2 separate regions of the Oryctolagus cuniculus genome follow, and region 2 is linked to region 1. The links are chromatin contacts, called in public Micro-C maps. All regions are on one chromosome and are shown on one strand. The core of a region is the stretch at or near the end of the contact, and the rest is flanking DNA. Distances in the headings are between cores, read along the strand shown.

Evidence for each region. A called contact is a pair of places that touch in the nucleus more often than the background predicts.
Region 2: a Micro-C map of ear pinna shows a contact between it and region 1, with 4 times the contacts expected there. The contact joins the promoter of JUN here to the enhancer-like site in region 1. A contact is called at or near these places in 3 of 6 Hi-C or Micro-C datasets (ear pinna, psoas muscle and an unstated tissue).

Annotation. Positions count from the first base shown.
Region 1 is chr7:113,878,356-113,881,113 of mOryCun1.1, reverse strand. No RefSeq gene overlaps it. Among named protein-coding and RNA genes, the nearest start is that of FGGY, 160 kb to the right of the region's middle. Within about 2 kb of position 1,488, at least 4 of the 8 cell types and tissues checked have an H3K27ac peak or open chromatin away from gene starts, as enhancers often do. A contact at or near this core is called in ear pinna, where this site is marked.
Region 2 is chr7:114,258,719-114,261,503 of mOryCun1.1, reverse strand. It overlaps JUN (Jun proto-oncogene, AP-1 transcription factor subunit), which reads right to left and starts at 1,498. Exons shown (of 1, transcript NM_001198947.1): 1 at 384-1,498. The coding sequence starts at 1,498. The coding sequence ends at 485. All of the region lies in intron 1 of LOC138850424 (a long non-coding RNA gene), which reads right to left.

The DNA of each region.
Region 1 (2,758 bases), core at 239-2,738:
GCCTGGGAAAGCAGTGGAGGATGGCCCAAGTCCTTAGGCCCCTGCACCCGTGTGGGAGACCTGGAAGAAGCTCCTGGCTCCTGACTTCAGATCGGCCCAGCTCTGGCTGTTGCAGCCATTTGGGGAGTGAACCCAGTGGATGAAAGATTTATCTCTCTCTCTACCTCTCTCTGTAACTCTGCCTTTCAAATAAATAGAATAAATCATAAAATTCTAAGTGTGTTTTGGTGCACAGAGTTTGAAATTTAGGCATAGTTTATTCCTAATATCCATTTTCCACAAGCTTTTTCAAGACCCATTATAGATCCTAAAGGAAGATGTTATCTGATCTCAAAATAGAAAACAAATACCACCAACAGAAAGCCAGGCTGGTCTGAGGGGAAGGGTCTAGATGTAGAATTCAGACAGACCTGGGCCTGAAGTCCTGCTACCCCACTTACTGCTGTTTGCACTTTGGAGAGGCTGCCTGGCTCTCAATTTGCCAGCCTATAAAATGGGATATGAGTGTTTTGTCATATTATGTAACTACATGCACAGTTAGTGTGTATATCCTAAAAATGTAGGCTCTAATCTCAGCTCAGCCGTACTTCAGCTGCCTACTTAATTCTTATGTCTCAATACCTACTATGTGTGTGTATTTTTTAGTGTTTAATGAGATATGATATCATACATGCAAAATGTCTTTAATTTTCATCCAGTGGCATGTGATTTTTCTTTCTCCCCTCTTCTCCCTCAGATGAAGGAGCAAAGTTTGAGTGGCTGACTATTTTGGAGAAACCAAGCCACCAGTTTCAAGTTTAAAAAGAAAAAACAAACCACCAGGCGAACCGTAAAGCTCACCACTTTGGTCTTCTTGCCCTTCTGCCTCTGAAAGCCTTCTCCTGTTTTCCCAGAAAGTTCTGTCTTGTGCCATGTCGGTTGCTGGCATTGTCTCCTCTTTCGAGTTCTCATAGACTAAAGCAATTTCTATCTACCCTCTCTGAATTTTGCTCCTTGCTAAAGAATGCCAGCAAGGGTTGCCACTTGCCGCTCAGCATTCTCAAAGCACTCTATTGTTCTGCTAAAGCACTTTTTCCATTACTTCCTCAATGTCTGTTCATGCGTTTTCCCTGCCAGAACGCTGAATGGTTGGGCAGACACAGCCCCTGCCTCTCTGGCTCAGAGTCCTTAGCTATCAGCCAGACGCCCAGTGGGTCCGGGACGGACATGCATGTTCTAAGTGTGTGCATGAGTATGTGATGTGTGAGTGACTTTCTGATTGCTTCCCCTCCACACACTTCCAGAGTGTGCAGCAGACTGACAGATGTGTGCAGTGTGTAGTTGTAAGTGGAGGAGCTTGGCTGCTTGTTTAGAAATGAAACTGGACACTCCGAGAAGCTTACGGCCATGTCTGCTTCCCTCTGGGGTCCTCTGGGAATGGCGGTTGCAGGAGCTTGAGCGGGGAGCCCAGGAGGGCTGACAAGGTGCCCTTTCAGCCCTGAGTCAGCAGCAATGGGCTCTTTGGACCCAGGAAGATCCCGATTTCGGGGGCTGAGTCACATGAATAGCTGGAATAGTTGTTTAGATCATAATGAATTCCCAGAACCTTTCCAAGCCGACCAGCAGACACAGGCTCTCTCTACCCTAAGTGCTTTCCAGCTTTGTGACTTAGCAGAACAGAGGAGGCCCAGCTTGGGCTCTCGGAGGGGAACCGGGCCCATGAACCCCCACCCTTCCCATCACAAGCACTGCAGGTGGATCCTGGAACCTTTCATATTTCCAGGAAGATGTGGGGAAAGTCCAGCATCGCGGGGCAGGGGGGAGGGGGAATCCTACCCAGACTGCACAGCTGTTGTGTCAACTGGGCCAGGGGCCCTGGTGCCTCACAGTGGGTGGTTAGGGTATCAGTGGATACTAACTGCCTTGGGAGCCCAGACAAATGATCCTCTGCTGAAATGTCATTAGAGGTCTGTGTACCTTGGATGACACAAGATATGTGAAGTCCAGCATAGAGGAAGCTGTGTGGGAGAGGGGAGAGGCTGGCCTCTGAGGCGCTGTGGGGCTGCTGCTAAGTCTGCAGCCTGCATCTTCTAGTCAGCGAGGCCAGAGCTCAGCATCCCCCAGTGATGCCTGCTCTGAGCTGCACGGATGCTTTCAGCGAATGCCTTGTCTGAAACACTGGCACAGTTCAAAGCGCAGGCTTCAGTGCTTCCTGCCTGACAATACCCAAAGATCTCAGCCTTCTGAGGCTTTGTGATCCTCTGCTTGATGTCACATCCACTGTGCAATCTCACCCAGACCAGGAGCGGATCTTGTTGCTCCATCGTTCATGCGTAGGCTGCTGTAGGCACGGACATAGTTCTCAAACCTGAACACAAAGCAGAATCACTTGGAAAACCTATTAATACAGATTTCTGAGCCCCGCTCCCAGGATTTCTGATTTACTGGGTCTGGCATGGGGCCTGGGAGTTGGTGTTCCTAACAAGTATCGGGAAGCAGGCTGGCTCAGGGATCACACTTTGAGAACCACTGCTCTAGGGCAATGTTCTGCTATGTGTTTTTAGATCAAAGACCTATTTGAAAATCTGTCAAAAGGCCTTGCCACCACTCCTCAGAAAAGCAACACACAAATGCTAAAGCGCGCGCGCACACACACACACACCAGAAAAGCTTGTTTACAGTTCCAGGGCTTACTAGACTTACAGAAATCCATGCATGAACTTCTGGGTTTCACAAAGCCTTCGCGATTCCAGCCCAAAGCAGAATTCACACGTGGAGT
Region 2 (2,785 bases), core at 249-2,748, 380 kb before region 1:
CCTGGCCCTCCCCGGCTCCCTCCCCGCCCCCCGCCGCCCCTCCCCAGCCCTCCCGGTCGGGTTCTTAAGGAGTACTACAGAAGCGATCTACAGTCTCTATGGCAGTTTGTCACCCCGCCCCTCCCCCCCTTTAATACTGAATGAGATCGAATGTTAGGTCCATGCAGTTCTTGGTCAATGTTAAAGAAAAGTCTACCGTCGTGATGGCGCGGGGACAGCCCTTCCGCCGAGCGGGGCCGCCCGCAGGCGGCCGCTCCCTGGCTCCGCGCCAAGGGGAGCGCGCGCCAAGTCCTTCCCACTCGTGCACACTGGGGGCGCCGTCAGGACGCAACCCAGCCCGGCTTGGATACCCTTGGCCTTAGTCCTCGGACGCGTCTTTTTTATTTTTTTCTCGCTGTCGCAACCGGTCAAGTTCGCAAGACTGTCTCTCTGTTGGTTTTGTTTTCTTTTTCTTCGTCGCCCCTCAGCCCTCGACAGTCTGTCCTCAGAACGTTTGCAACTGCTGCGTTAGCATGAGTTGGCACCCGCTGTTAACGTGGTTCATGACTTTCTGTTTCAGCTGTGCCACCTGTTCCCTGAGCATGTTGGCCGTGGACGCCAGCTCCGAGTTCTGCGCTTTCAAGGTTTTCACTTTTTCCTCCAGCCGAGCGATCCTCTCCAGCTTCCTTTTCCGGCACTTGGAGGCGGCGATGCGGTTCCTCATGCGCTTCCTCTCCGCCTTGATCCGCTCCTGGGACTCCATGTCAATGGGGGACAGGGGCGGCGTCTCGCCGGGCATCTCGGGCACGGTCTGCGGCTCCTCCTTGAGCGCCTGCAGCCGCGGGTGCTGCACGGGGATCTGCTGGGGCAGGTGGTGCGGCGGCTGCGGCGGCGGCGGCGGCTGTTGCTGCTGGGGCTGCGCGGGAAAGGCCAGGCCGGCCGCGCCGTAGGAGGGCGCCCCGCCGCCGCTGCTCAGCGCGCTCGGGTTGAAGTTGCTGAGGTTGGCGTAGACAGGCGGCTCGCTGTGCAGGCCGGCGCTGAAGCCGCCGCTGCCGCCGCCGCCGCCCGCCACCGAGGCCACGGCCGGAGCCACCATGCCCGCCCCGCTGACCGGCTGCGCCGCGGACGTGACGCTGGGCAGCGTGTTCTGGCTGTGCAGCTCGGCCAGGGCGCGCACGAAGCCCTCGGCGAAGCCCTCCTGCTCGTCGGTCACGTTCTTGGGGCACAGGAACTGGGTGGGGGTCGGCGTGGTGGTGATGTGCCCGTTGCTGGACTGGATGATGAGGCGCTCCAGCTCGGGCGACGCCAGCTTGAGCAGCCCCACGTCGGGAGAGGTGAGGAGGTCCGAGTTCTTGGCGCGGAGGTGCGGCTTCAGGCTGCCCACCGGGTCGGCCAGGTTCAGGGTCATGCTCTGTTTCAGGATCTTGGGGTTACTGTAGCCGTAGGCGCCGCTCTCGGTCTGCAGGAACGAGGCGTTGAGGGCATCGTCGTAGAAGGTCGTTTCCATCTTTGCACTCATAGAACAGTCCGTCACTTCACGTGGGCTTACTTTGGGCTGCGCGCACAAGTTTCGGGGCCGCGACAGCGCGCTGGCGGGCGGGGAGCACCCCGCGCCTCCCCGGGCCTCTGGCAAAGGAAAAGTTTCGGAGCGCGCGCGCACCCGCGGGCTGTCTTCCCCCTGGGCGCCCCGCTCACCGGCCCCCGCTCCCGGGAGCGGCGGGGTTCAGACGCTCGCCCGCACTCCTCGGCCGCTCGCGCGCGCCTGCCCGCCTTTGAAAAGTCGCGGTCACTCACTGCGCGCCCTTCGGAGGCTCCCCGGCGGCGCGGCGCGGTGCCCCGCAGTGGCGGCGGGTCTCGGCCGCCCGGACTCCCGGAGACTGTGCCCTCTTCCGCTGCGAGGGGCAGGGGGCTCCCGGCGGCAGCGGCTCGCGCCGGTCAAGTTCAGAGGCCGGGGCGAGCGGAGCCGCGCGCGCGTCGCTCCTCTTCGCTCCTCTCTCCGCCGCCTTGCTTTTCTTTGCTGCCGCCGCGGCAAGCCCAAATAGCGCAGGAAAGGTTTGCAAAAGTTCGCTCCGGGACTCCGGGCCACTTGTCCCCGGTCCTCCCGGCTCGGAAAGTTCTTGGCCGCTGCAGTCGCCGCTCTCCGCGGCTGTCAGCTGCGCTCGTGCGGTGGGGCTCTCCTCCCCGGGGGCGGCTGGAGAAGCAGCAGCTCTCCAGGTGCTCCCCCCAAACACCAGCCCGGGATCCACAGGCGCTAGCGCGGGGCAGTTGGCAAAGCAACGCAGCCGTGCGGATCGCACTCTACGGGCGTCCTGGCGGGGCGGGCGGACTGTGTCTGTGTGTCTGTCTCCCTCAATCCGCGCACCTCCACTCCCGCCTCGCCGCTTCAGCCACACTCAGTGCAACTCTGAGCCCTTATCCAGCCCGAGCGCAACACTTATCTGCTACCAGTCAACCCCTAAAAATAGCCCATGATGTCACCCCAAGGCCTTCCCATTGGCTCGCGTCGCTCTCTGGGGGGCGGGCCCGCCCGTCGCCATGGAGACCCCACCCTAGAAGATTCTTCTTCGGGCCCGCGGAGGCTCACGGGATGAGGTAATGCTCCGCTGCCCTCCTACAGTTGGGCCCTTCTTTCTCCTCCTCTCCCCCTCCCCCTCCGCGCGCCTCTAGCCCCTCTCTTCCCGGTCCCCTCCCGGCCCGTCTTTCCCGGCCCGCCCGGTGCATTGTGGGCTGACGTCTTGGGGTTTGACTGTCTAGTGACGGTGGCCGCCGCGAGCGAGCGAGCGGGCGGGCGGGCGGCCGGACGCTC